2 separate regions of the Gossypium arboreum genome follow, and region 2 is linked to region 1. The links are chromatin contacts, called in public Hi-C maps. All regions are on one chromosome and are shown on one strand. The core of a region is the stretch at or near the end of the contact, and the rest is flanking DNA. Distances in the headings are between cores, read along the strand shown. Region 1 holds the start of LOC108473382 (probable ubiquitin-conjugating enzyme E2 37). Region 2 holds the start of LOC108473884 (probable ribose-5-phosphate isomerase 3, chloroplastic).

Region 1 (5,777 bases), core at 1,685-4,184:
TCTTGAGCACGATTTTGCCCGGAATCTCGAGGAATAGGAAATTGTACAAGTCCAGTCCCTGAGGATTTGACCCTACTTCCCTTGTATTATTCTTTTCATTATTTTATAGAGATAGGATCTTTTTGATGCTCTCAACGACGCATCAAGCAGCATGGTTGGTCATTTTCAACACTCCTCGTTGGCCTCCATGCTGCAAATACCAATCATTCATCAAGTTTTTTTGAGCTTGGTAGTCCCAAAATGCTTTTCAAGTTGACCCTGCTCAAGTAATTCATCTTCAACCTTGGTCTCGTTCTCAACCAAATCTGATCCACACACTTGACTATCCTAGTCTTTTATGTCAAATATTTGTTCATCAAATGGAGTCCTCTCCTCCTTCACAACCTTGGTTTGCAACTTGCCTTCAAATACATCTTGCATTGTTCTTTTGTTCATTACAATTCTATTTTTTCTTGCACATACTCCCTCCTGTTGTGGCGTGTCTTCATGCACATACTCCATCAACTCCTCGTTCAACTTATCCCAAGCTTGTTTGGGAGTCTCACAGGGATAAGCTACTACTGTCTTTTTTACAAGCAGCCTTCAAATATGACAGGCTTTAATAGCTTCTTGTCTTTCTTAACAAGTAGCAGAAGCAAAAATAAGTCCTCAAATACTTGGGCACATGATACCATTTGTTGGGTTTTTGACAACAGCAACAATACAGAGAACAAAGGAGAAAGAAACAAAGAACAATTTACTTGCTCACAAATGTGCAACAAGCACTACAACAAAACAAGCCTACCGCGACACTTTTTTTGACCTAAGAAGAAGCAAAAAAAGTTGGCATAGGTTTTGCGACGCTTCTCCCGATGCTTCTAAAAAGGTTGCCTATAGTACAGTTGGCATAAGCTCAGCGACGTTTTTGAAAAAGCATTGGCATAAGTCAACATAAGCTGACCTTGTCTAAGGCAACCTTTAAAAAAAGATTAAGATAGACCCATATAAAGCAACCATAAAAAGGTTGAGATAGACCCGTCTAAAACAACCTTTAAAAAAAAGTTGAAATAAACCTGTTTAAGGCAACATTAAAAAAAGTTAAGATCAACCTGTCTAATACACTCTTAAAAAGGTTGGAATAAATTCATCTAAGACAAGCTTAAAAAAGTTGAGATAGACACATCCAGAGCAATTTTTTTCTATTTTTATTATTTCAATATTAATATATTTTCATAAACATTTATAGTGAATAATGATAGAAATTGTGTTTTAAATACAACTAAAAATAGAAAATTAAATTTTAATTAAAAGTTAAATATTCACTACAAAAATCAATCCAACAACCAAAATACACTAACATTTAGCCAAAATGTATACCGCCTGTAATCAACCCAATATACAAAAGTAAACAAATAAAAAAACACCTAAGACGATGGATATTGATATTGATATTGTATTACATAAAGCTAATGCAGTCTAAAATGGAAGTTTTGTTTCCTTGAAGTATTTGATATATGAAATGAAGAGTATGGTCCTCATCTAAACAGGGGGCATGGCAACCATCATTTAAAGAGAAATCAATGAGGCAGACATGGCTTTTTAGCATAAAATTTTCAGTGTCCTTTACCAACTAAAAAAGAAACTTAAACATCAAACACAGTCTATTCTTCATGTTTAATGGTCCCTGTAAAAAATTGAAAGTTCAATAACCTTAAACTTGGTTCCACTCGCATGAAGATCAAGGATCCATTATATTGCAGATACGGTCAACAACAGTGAGTGAATATAAATCTAAAGTCTTAAAGTTAGAAACCTAAACAAATGTCAAGATCTCATCCGTCAAGTTTATCCCCTACCATACTTGTCTATCAATTCACGCTATAATAAAATCAAACTTAAGAAATTGTTTTTCCAAGACTTGTATGCATAAAAATAGAAACAAGCTACATCAAATCAATGAAAACATTTAACAGATTCAAATTTCCAAACAATCAATAGCATACGATAGAATAAAGACAATGAAGAAACAAGAAATATAGATTCCTTTTTGCCTAAAATTGCATCAAATATTAACATCGATGAATGCTTAAATAAACAATCTCCAGAATAGAGGGAAACCAACAGAAGTTGTCAAAACATCAATGGATCTGAGAAAGGACTAACCTTTACTGTAAATCTTTAGAAAATCTGAGGTGGGTATGAATCAAAAACCCCCTCCAAAAAAATAATAAAAGAAACAAAATAATATAGAGAATGTCAAGGCAAATTCCACCTCCATTGTCGATGTCCGGGCGATAAATTGGCGTCGCAAAAGTCACAATCGGAAGCTGAAGCGGATACCTTTAAGGCAAAAAAAAAAAACACCCAATAACCTCCTTTTAATAAAAGAAAATGCGAAAGAAAAATTGAAATTCATTATGCAACTTAGATATACCTTTCAGGTATCTGAATCTTAATCTTGAAGATCCCTTTGCTATAAAAAATTTCTTCAGGACCTATTTCGGTTAAACAACATCTAGATTTTGGATATTAACAAAAAAGAATGATTTTGAATCCATTTTCTGGGTGAAGCGAAAGCGAGAGGGAGAATGAACATACGGGCGTGGATTAATATCATGTCGTGAAGAGAGGGTAGGAAAGGAAGCTCCATGAGGAGGATCGACGAGAAGGAGCTTCAGCTCCTTTTGCATTCTCAGCTTTAGCCTTGCTGCTTGTGCCATTTACTTCTTCTTCTGGTTTGACTTTTTGTTTTTTGCGCTTTAAAAATGAAATATTGGGGGCTTCTGATTTTTTAGCGAGCGGCCAAACCTTTTCGAAAATTATATACAAACACAGTAGTGCACTTACGGAATTTTGTTTTGAAACTGATTTGGAAATAGGGAGAGGAGACAGGAGGTAGAATGGTAAACCTAAAAATTAAAGGTAATTAAAAAGAATAAAGAATTAATAAGTATATTTTCCAACTTTTCTTAAAAATCGAGATATGATTAGATTTTGCAAATACTAAAAAAGGTTACTTAAATGTATAAATTTAAACAATTTAAAAAAGAGGCAGTGTAATTCAAAAAGAGTTGACTTAGGTTTTTTTAACTCTTATACAAAGAGTCGCCGTAACATATATCAACAAGTCTATTCCAGCGCTTATTAAAATGTCCACCCAAAAGTATCGGCATAATGTTTAAACGTGGCCTTATGCATACCTATCTCAACACTGAAATTAAATTATTCATTATATCTATTTCAAGGGGAACTCATCTCCGATGTCAGCTCAACCTCCAATGTCTGCAATTTCTGGAAGTCTTTGATTCTTCTTTTCAGCTTTTTCGTTAGCTTCTTCCTTCTCATCTTCAAACGCTCTAAGCTTGCCACACTCTCTGCAGCATCTCTTTTGGTAGCCATCAAAGATTCAACCGTCACTCTTTTCTCCTCTATCTTATTGGCTAATCCAGTTTTCATCATCTTAAACTGAAGAATTTCTTTTGCTTTCTGCATTATTCAAAACCAGCAACAAACTATTTCACAATTAAACAAAATGTATGTGCAAATTTATCAATCAGTAATTAATCTCACTATACCAGAATGCTGGATTTGTACAGCTTTTCTCGAACAGCCAACCTAGTATTTCCCCGTTTTCCTTCTGTTTGCAACATCAGACAAAACAAGGCTCATTTACGATATGTGTTTGTACAGTATGTCCAGGGAATTGTGTTCAATTCTGCTTAGAATGTTGTTGAATGATCTGTATTGTCTAATATCAAAAGAATAAATTGGATGCCGAAAACAAAGAATGTGACTCACCAGGAATGGGTGCTACATCATCCCCTTGATGAAGAACCCAAGCAAGTGATAGCTGTGCGGGGGTGCCTCCATACTTTTGAGCCAAGTTCTCCATCTGCAAATACAAATTTGTGTTACTGTCAAAGTTTTCTCCTTGAAATCTCGGGTGAAATGTCTTTAAAGAAGTCCATCAGTAAAAAAAAGGGTACTAATTAGAAGGATTGTTTCTATGCACAATTGAGTATAGATTAAAGCCAAAAAGAACTTGACTGGCCAAAAGAAACAATCGATAAAGAACTTCTTTCCATACCCGAAAACTAATTGCTGGCACAGTTTCCGCAACAGTCCTGCCACCGAAGAAACCACGACCGAGCGGGCTATATGGAACTATCCCAATCCCAAGTTCCCTGCATATTGGGACACATTAAACTAATTAAGCATTCCTTTTGCTTGAATTTGAGAAGTAAAAGGAAAAACAAAATCTAAATAACATGTAACAGAGGATATAGTTCACCTTCACTACAATAAGAGATAGGATAGAAGTAGAACAACAAAAACCAAAGTTCAAATTCCTGGCAACTTATACTTTGGCAACTTATACTTTTAATGATTCAGTATACTATTTTTCTATGAAACCAGTGTTGGGTTTTTGAGGAGACCTGCAGAGGGGGATTATTTCGTCCTTGCTATCGCGAGTCCAAAGCGGCCACTTCATTTTTATGGCAGAGACGGGATGAACAACATGTGCCCTTCTTATAGTTTCAGGGCTAGCTCCAGATAAACCAATGTACTTTATCTTCCCCTCTTCTACCAGCTTCTTCAGTTCCCCCATCTAAGATTGAATTAAGAAAAGCAGCTTAACATCATATTTCCACCGCACATTAAGCATTTTAACCAAGAAAAATAAAGGATGTTTTATAATGGAGCACTTACAGTATCCTCTATTGGTGTTTTATGTCGACCCTGTGCTGGTAGTAGAGATCAATGTAATCGACATCAAGGCGCTTCAGGCTAGCCTGGATCGAGGCGCGGACATATTCAGGGGTACCATTTATTACAATACCAGCTGCAGGATCCATCTTGACAATATCAAATTCTGTGGCTAATTGTACATTCTCTCGTGGTAATTGCTTCAATGCCTGAGAAAAGAGTGGTTTTTAAGGGTAAATACTTATGAAATCATGTCAATAATTTTGTTTCAGTTAAACTCCAAAGCCTAAACAGTAAAACTCTGCTGGAACTGTTGCAAACATGCTACCTTTCCAACCAATAACTCATTTCTTTTGGGTCCATAGATATCTGATGTATCAAAGAAAGTGATTCCTATGTCGATTGCTTGCCTGATGATGGAGATGTCAACATCTTCAGTGACAGGATCATTGTATATTCCTGTAAGCCCCATACATCCAAACCCTAACTTGGAAACCTACAAAATAATAGAATTTACAACAAAAATGAGACAGGAAGATACTGTTTTGAACAAGCAATTGGTTTAACTGAACAAGAACTTGAATAGATCATAGACAAGGGGATCCAGCATCTCAATTTTAGAAGTTTTCTGATTCATGTCTCAGGTGTCAGTTAATAAACATAGCTGTACTCCACTCATAAATAACACCTCAGTCTTGAGAGAATTCACACAGAAGGAGTCTTACCTCAAGCCCTTGAGTTCCCAGTTTCACTCTAGGAATCACATCGCTCTGATTTTGCTGCTCCTCGCCCATCGTTTCTCTCTTGTTCTTGACTCAATGCTTTCCCTCAGTGTACGGTTGAGAAAACAGGAACTAAAAACTGCTTAAAGGAAACACACTGATCTACTCGTTGTGTTTATATTACCAAATTCAATGCGCAGAATCTTGGTTAGAAACAAATTTAGCATGCAGAGCTGACGCTTTTTGGCCAAACCTTTACGTAATTATAAATATATTAAACCCATCTAAGAGTATGCTACCCTAACATGCTATTGTCTGCCGCCTCTTGCATGAGTTTTTAGGGGTTTTTTTGTTTTTTTTTTTTGTTTA
Region 2 (5,777 bases), core at 1,385-3,884, 460 kb before region 1:
TTGAGGGAGTTGGATTCTGATCAAATCTCTTGGCAATGGTTGTCGGCAAGGAAGTTCTCTCTTGCAGAAATGTATAAGCATTTCTTAAACACTAGTGGACCAAGGCAGTTTGGGTATGACAGATTAATTTAGAGAGTTGTGACACCTCAAAAGGTGCAAGTTTTTCTATGGTTGCTTATCCAAAATAAACTTTTTGACCAACGAGGATTGTACAAGGAGAGGTATGACATTGACTCCCTTTTGCGAACAATGTGGTTGGTCTGTGGAAACGACAATTCACTTGGTGGGGGACTGCGGTTTTGTTCAGTCTATTTGGAAAGCATTGGTTCCTAAGCAAATTTGGAGTTTTTTTTTTCTTTAACTCAACATTAAGAGATGAATTCACTATAATATCAAGAAAAAAAGGAATTAAAATTCAGAGGAAGCAAATGGTTGACGTTTTTTTGCAATGGTCACTTGGTTCCTTTGAAAGAAATGTAATGACTTTTATCTTCAAAAATGCTAGCGGAGTAGTCAAAATTTAATAGCTTCGGTTATGACATGGGCAAGATCATTTGGAACCAATGGCAACATAGAGCAAATGACATGCAAGTCAAGGACAAAAAATAGTTGGCAAAAGCCTGAACCGGGATGAGTCAAGAATAATATTGATGGCTTGATGTTGACAAGTAGACAATAGGCAACAATAGGTGGAATGCTTAGAGGACCAAGCAGAGGGTGGTTGGTGGGTTTTGAAATGGTTAGAGGTACGATTGATATCTTCCAAATTGAAGCTCGGGCTATCCTTGAAGGCTTGAAGCTAACATGGATGAGAGGTTTTGGATAGGTTAAAGTGGAAAGTGACAATGCCCTGTTGATTGATATTATTAGGAATGACTTTGCAACAAACAGTATAGTCGAAGTCTGACTGAATCATGAGTAGTGTAATAGAGAATGACAATTTAAATTTCAAAATAATATGTTTTGAGGGAAAGTAACAATGCTGATTGCATAGCAAATGAAGCAAGTAGTGGAATGAATTAATTGGCTGTATTCATTGATCCAACGTCACATGTACGAAAGTTTCTGCAGGAGGATATTGACAACCTGATGCAAATAAGGTCTTTTGGGCTCTAACTTTATTAGCATTTTATTAATGTACTAAATCTTCTTTTTCAAAAAAAAAAAAAATTGAATCCCTTAACCAAAAGGTAACCCAAGAAAATACAGAAAATTGGAATCTTAAATATGAAAAAGCAATAACCATAAAACTACATATTCATTAACCAATAAAATTCCTTTCTAAAATCCCCTCAATCATTCAACATTCTGCAATCACTCTACACAGAATCAATTTTTTTTTCTTTTTTTCTTTTTTAACAAATTACCCCCTCACAGAAAGTAAATTCCAGTCAACACTTATTCACTTAGTCATAGCCTCTATACCAGTTTTCCCAGCAATGATGACAGAGGTAGCCATTCCTAAAAACAGCCCATGTTCCACTACACCTTCCAAGGCAGAAATCTCTTTCCCAGCTCCAAACCCATCTTTAATTGGATTCTTGAAATACAAATCCACAATGTAATTCCCATTATCAGTGACATAAGGCTTTTCACTACCATCCCCTACTAACCTCAACTTTGCTTCACAACCTAACTCTTTAAACAGCCCTTGCAGTCTAATTAGATTGTATTTCCAGCAAAACTGCACAACTTCAACAGGCATAGCTAGACCACTCCCTCCAAGCCCTGAAACTAGCTTACTTTCATCGGCTACTACAATGAAGGAAGATGAAGCTGCTTCAACCATTTTCTCACGCAAAAGTGCACCGCCTCGGCCTTTAACCAAGTCAAGGTTAGGATCAACTTCATCAGCACCATCAATAGCAAGGTCAATACGGGGATGCAAGTCAAGGGTAGATAAGGGGATGTTAAGTGATGCAGCTTGTTCTTGTGTTCTTTTCGAAGTTGGGATACCTACGATGTTAGAAAGTTGGCCCGTGGAAAGGAGTTGGCCTATTTTGTCGACCACAAAAGCTGCTGTTGATCCTGTTCCTAGGCCTAGGATCATGCCTGATTTGACTGACTCAACTGCTTTGTCAGCTGCAAGCTTTTTAAGATCATCTTGGGAAAGCACTGGGGCGGCTTGGGACCTAATGGAGAATGGTTTCTGGGATGGGGTGCGTAGGTTCAGAGGGGTGCAGCGTAGGATAAGAGGGTTGGTGGAGGTGTGGTGGAGGGAGGAGAGGTTGAGGGATAAGGAAGCCATTGGTTTTTGGTGAATGGAATGAAAGACTGAAAATGGGGTTGTAAATATGATGAAAGGTTGTGGTCAGTGGCTGTTGGATTGCATTTGCTTTGATATATGATCTGTGTTTGTTGGTGTTAGGAGAACTTGAGGTCAAAGATTGAAGGATAGGGAGAAGGGGCTGCTGAGATTTGGTTGGTTAATTGGTTAGATGATTACATTATTGGTTGGTGGGGACTTATTTTGTTTGTTTGAGAACTTGAGAGGGGTGTTGGGCCTCGTGAGGTTTGAGAATTTGGATTGGATATCTATACTGAAGATTGTCTCAAAAAGGAGGCTTCTTTCTTCTCTAAAAATATTATCTCTTGGCCATCTGAAAAAAATTACTGTCATTTTGGTTTGATCAGCAAGGCAAAGCTCTCAAAAACATGGCTTTGAACTTTAAAGGCAGCGTCTGACATCCTTCTTGATTAACCATTAAAAGTGGGCACTATAAAAGTCTGTCTTTTAACTTTCTTTACAATTATTCTCGCTCCTTGTGATTCTTTTTCCTTCACATGACAATTTTTATATCAGCAATCTCATTAACCTCTTAAACCATGGCGGCTGCTGAATCAGCTACTGCAATTCAAGAAACCAAGTGAGTATTCCAATAAAGTTTCTACCTTTCTCTATACCATTTGTTTGGTTTCTGAAACAACTTGAGAAATTTAGTGGGAAAAACAAGGAATCTGGCAACTGATTATCTTTCGGATTTTTTTTCTGGTTGATTGAAAAAGATTCGTTTGTTACTATGTTGTATATAAAATTTTCATCACATATTTCTTGGTGTAATTGCAAGAAAGATTCTTAAAATCTTTAACTTGATTGGGAAATTTTTTGTTTATTAGGCTGATCTCTTGGACTTTATTGATTGGTCTGGAGTTGAATGCCTTGACCAAAGCTCTGGTCACTCCCTGTCCAATGCTCTCAAGCAGATTGTTGGTGTTTTTTTTGAAGCAGAGGAAGAAATACAGGACAGAACAAGGCAGTATTTTTACTTGCTCACAAATGTGCAGCAAGGGAGCTATGGCTTCAGCTCATTTTGCTCATTTTTTCAATAAGAAAAACAATACATTTATAGCCATTTGCATCATTAAATACTCCCTACTACCACTAAGTAGCTTAGTAACTTGAAAACATTGCTTGTACACATAAACAAGCCACCTAAACTAGTCATTCAACACCTAAACATATCAAGCTGTCATCAGCTTGTTCATTTTCAACTAGTTTGATTACAATGAAACTAAAGAGAAAATCTTGCTGTTACAGCAAGCATATTTGCTGCAGCATGTTTACAAGCTACATGTACTTCATCCGGAGATATTACAGCAGCTTTATGTGCTGCATGCACTTTAACAAAAAAAAATATCACAGCAGCATGATAGGCCAATTTCCAACACAGGTAACTCTCTTCAAGCGATTCTTGTTTCCCTGTTCTTCATTTTTACTCCCTTAATACTAGCTAATTTTCAATTGTCATTGAATTATTTAGGCAGACATTTGTACTTTTTTTATGTTGGAAAAATCATGGTTTAGTTTATAACTTTAGGGTTGACTTCATTGTCCAGTGCATTTATCTTGTCTTAAGTTGCTTTAGTGGGAATTGCATATTATGAAATAATTAAAAGTTTTATGGTCATGGATTATTTAGGGTTATAGAGAAGATGAAGGTTTTAATCTAGAGAGTGATGCAGATGAACAACTCTTCATATATATCCCTTTCACTCAAGTCGTCAAACTACATTCCATTGTCGTCAAGGGATCCGAAGAGGAAGGTAAAGTTGTGTATATGATTATCTTCAAATAAATCTTTATTAATTATGTTTATATGTATCTTTTAATTTGTACATTTATGCATCTGAATAACTGATCACGAATTCAACCTCATTGAATACCGCTTCCAAATCCCACCCTTACTAATTTAACCTTTGATGTTGTTGATTGTTGTAGTTTTTTACCATGAAGATTGTCTTCTGCAGGTCCAAAGACGGTGAAACTTTTTAGGAACAGGGAACATATGGGGTTTAGGTAATTTGAATTATAACATTCTCGGGATTGGCTTAACATTTCACTGATGATATTTCATTGTACTTGAATGTAGTAATGTCAATGACTTCCCTCCAAGTGACACTGCTGTTTTATCTCCAGACAATCTTTAGGTAGCTCTTCTTTGTCAGTCTTTCATTGTCGGAAAACTACTATTAAGTAAGGATATTTTAAGAAATCATTCTCTCTCCTTTTGCAGGGAAAACCAGTAGCCGTAAAGTGTGTCAAGTTTCAGAATGTTCTTAGGTATGTTTATAGTTTGTCCACTAATGTACCGGGTTTAGTCTTGATCATCACGTTAACCATACTAATGTTAAAATTACTTTATTATGTTTACCAGCTTGACAATAGTTATTGAAGACAACCAGTCGGGTTCTGAAATCACAAAAATTCAGAAGACTGCTTTATATGGATCAACGTAAGTTCTTAAAAATTCCTTCTCTGCATCATTTTATGTCATTTTCTATACTGCCAGAATCCACTGACAAATTTTAGTATTTACATATTGTTCAAGGGATGAACTCATGCTTTAGTCACATGTCAAATCGATTTGAACATACAGTGATGGTTATTAGTGAGGGATAAGAGTGATTATTTTATACTGAATTATCTTTCTCACACCTGAGCTTTCAAAATTCTGAAACTACATGAACCCAGAGCTTGTTTGCATTGCCTATAACTAGCAAAGCAGCTGACGTAGCATAAGATACGGCATATCCTGTTTTTCCTTCTTATTAGCAACTAGCGAGTTTCTAGATCACTTCCAAGCAGCGATATCAACCTCCGTAAGGATTTGTTGGCTATTATGTTAGTGAATTGCGTATATACAAGTTTGACCATCACCTGTTCCATAATTTCAATTCCTGCATGTTCCCAGATATTTTTACTTCTGGTTAATGTCGTAAATAAATTTATCACCATTGCACAAACTAATGATTGGCTTAGCGTATACGTATGGCATATGCAACGCAAGATATATCTGATAATTGCATTTCCTCTTGTTGTTGCAGTAACGAGATGCGACTTCCATTATATATGCAGACATATATATATATATATATATATATATATTAACTGTTAAATCTGGTGATATTTTGTTTGTAATGTAGGGTGGAAACGACAGACATGAAGGGGTTGAAGCAGATTGAGGAACATTGACCTTGAAAGTTGCCAAGGGAAAATCAAGAACATGGAACATGGATGAACCCTTTTGGCTTGGGACACTTGTAACTTTGTTTTCTTCTTCTTTTAGTTTTGATTACTGAATTACTTTTGACGAAAAAAAAATTATAGAACACCTGAGTTCTGGAAAAAAAGGTACATTTGTGAGGGCATAAACTGTTGCACCCAATTGTTGTTTCAGTCGTTTTGGAATTGTACATGTTTGAATGTGGAATTCAACTCTCCTTTGATTAATAACTAGACTAGACCAGACTGTTCTCTTCCGAAGATTCTTTCATCT

Evidence for each region. A called contact is a pair of places that touch in the nucleus more often than the background predicts.
Region 2: a contact with region 1 is called in a Hi-C map of leaf, with 5 times the contacts expected there. The contact joins the promoter of LOC108473884 here to the promoter of LOC108473382 in region 1. A contact is called at or near these places in 2 of 5 Hi-C or Micro-C datasets (both in leaf).

What each region holds. Positions count from the first base shown.
Region 1 is chr11:117,279,247-117,285,023 of ASM2569848v2, reverse strand. LOC108473382 (probable ubiquitin-conjugating enzyme E2 37) reads right to left here and starts at 2,934. Exons shown (of 3, transcript XM_017774907.2): 1 at 2,578-2,934; 2 at 2,414-2,494; 3 at 1,960-2,319. The coding sequence starts at 2,699. The coding sequence ends at 2,145. It also overlaps the pseudogene LOC108473380.
Region 2 is chr11:117,741,373-117,747,149 of ASM2569848v2, reverse strand. It overlaps LOC108473884 (probable ribose-5-phosphate isomerase 3, chloroplastic), which reads right to left and starts at 2,634. Exons shown (of 1, transcript XM_017775689.2): 1 at 1,205-2,634. The coding sequence starts at 2,248. The coding sequence ends at 1,403. It also overlaps the pseudogene LOC108473885.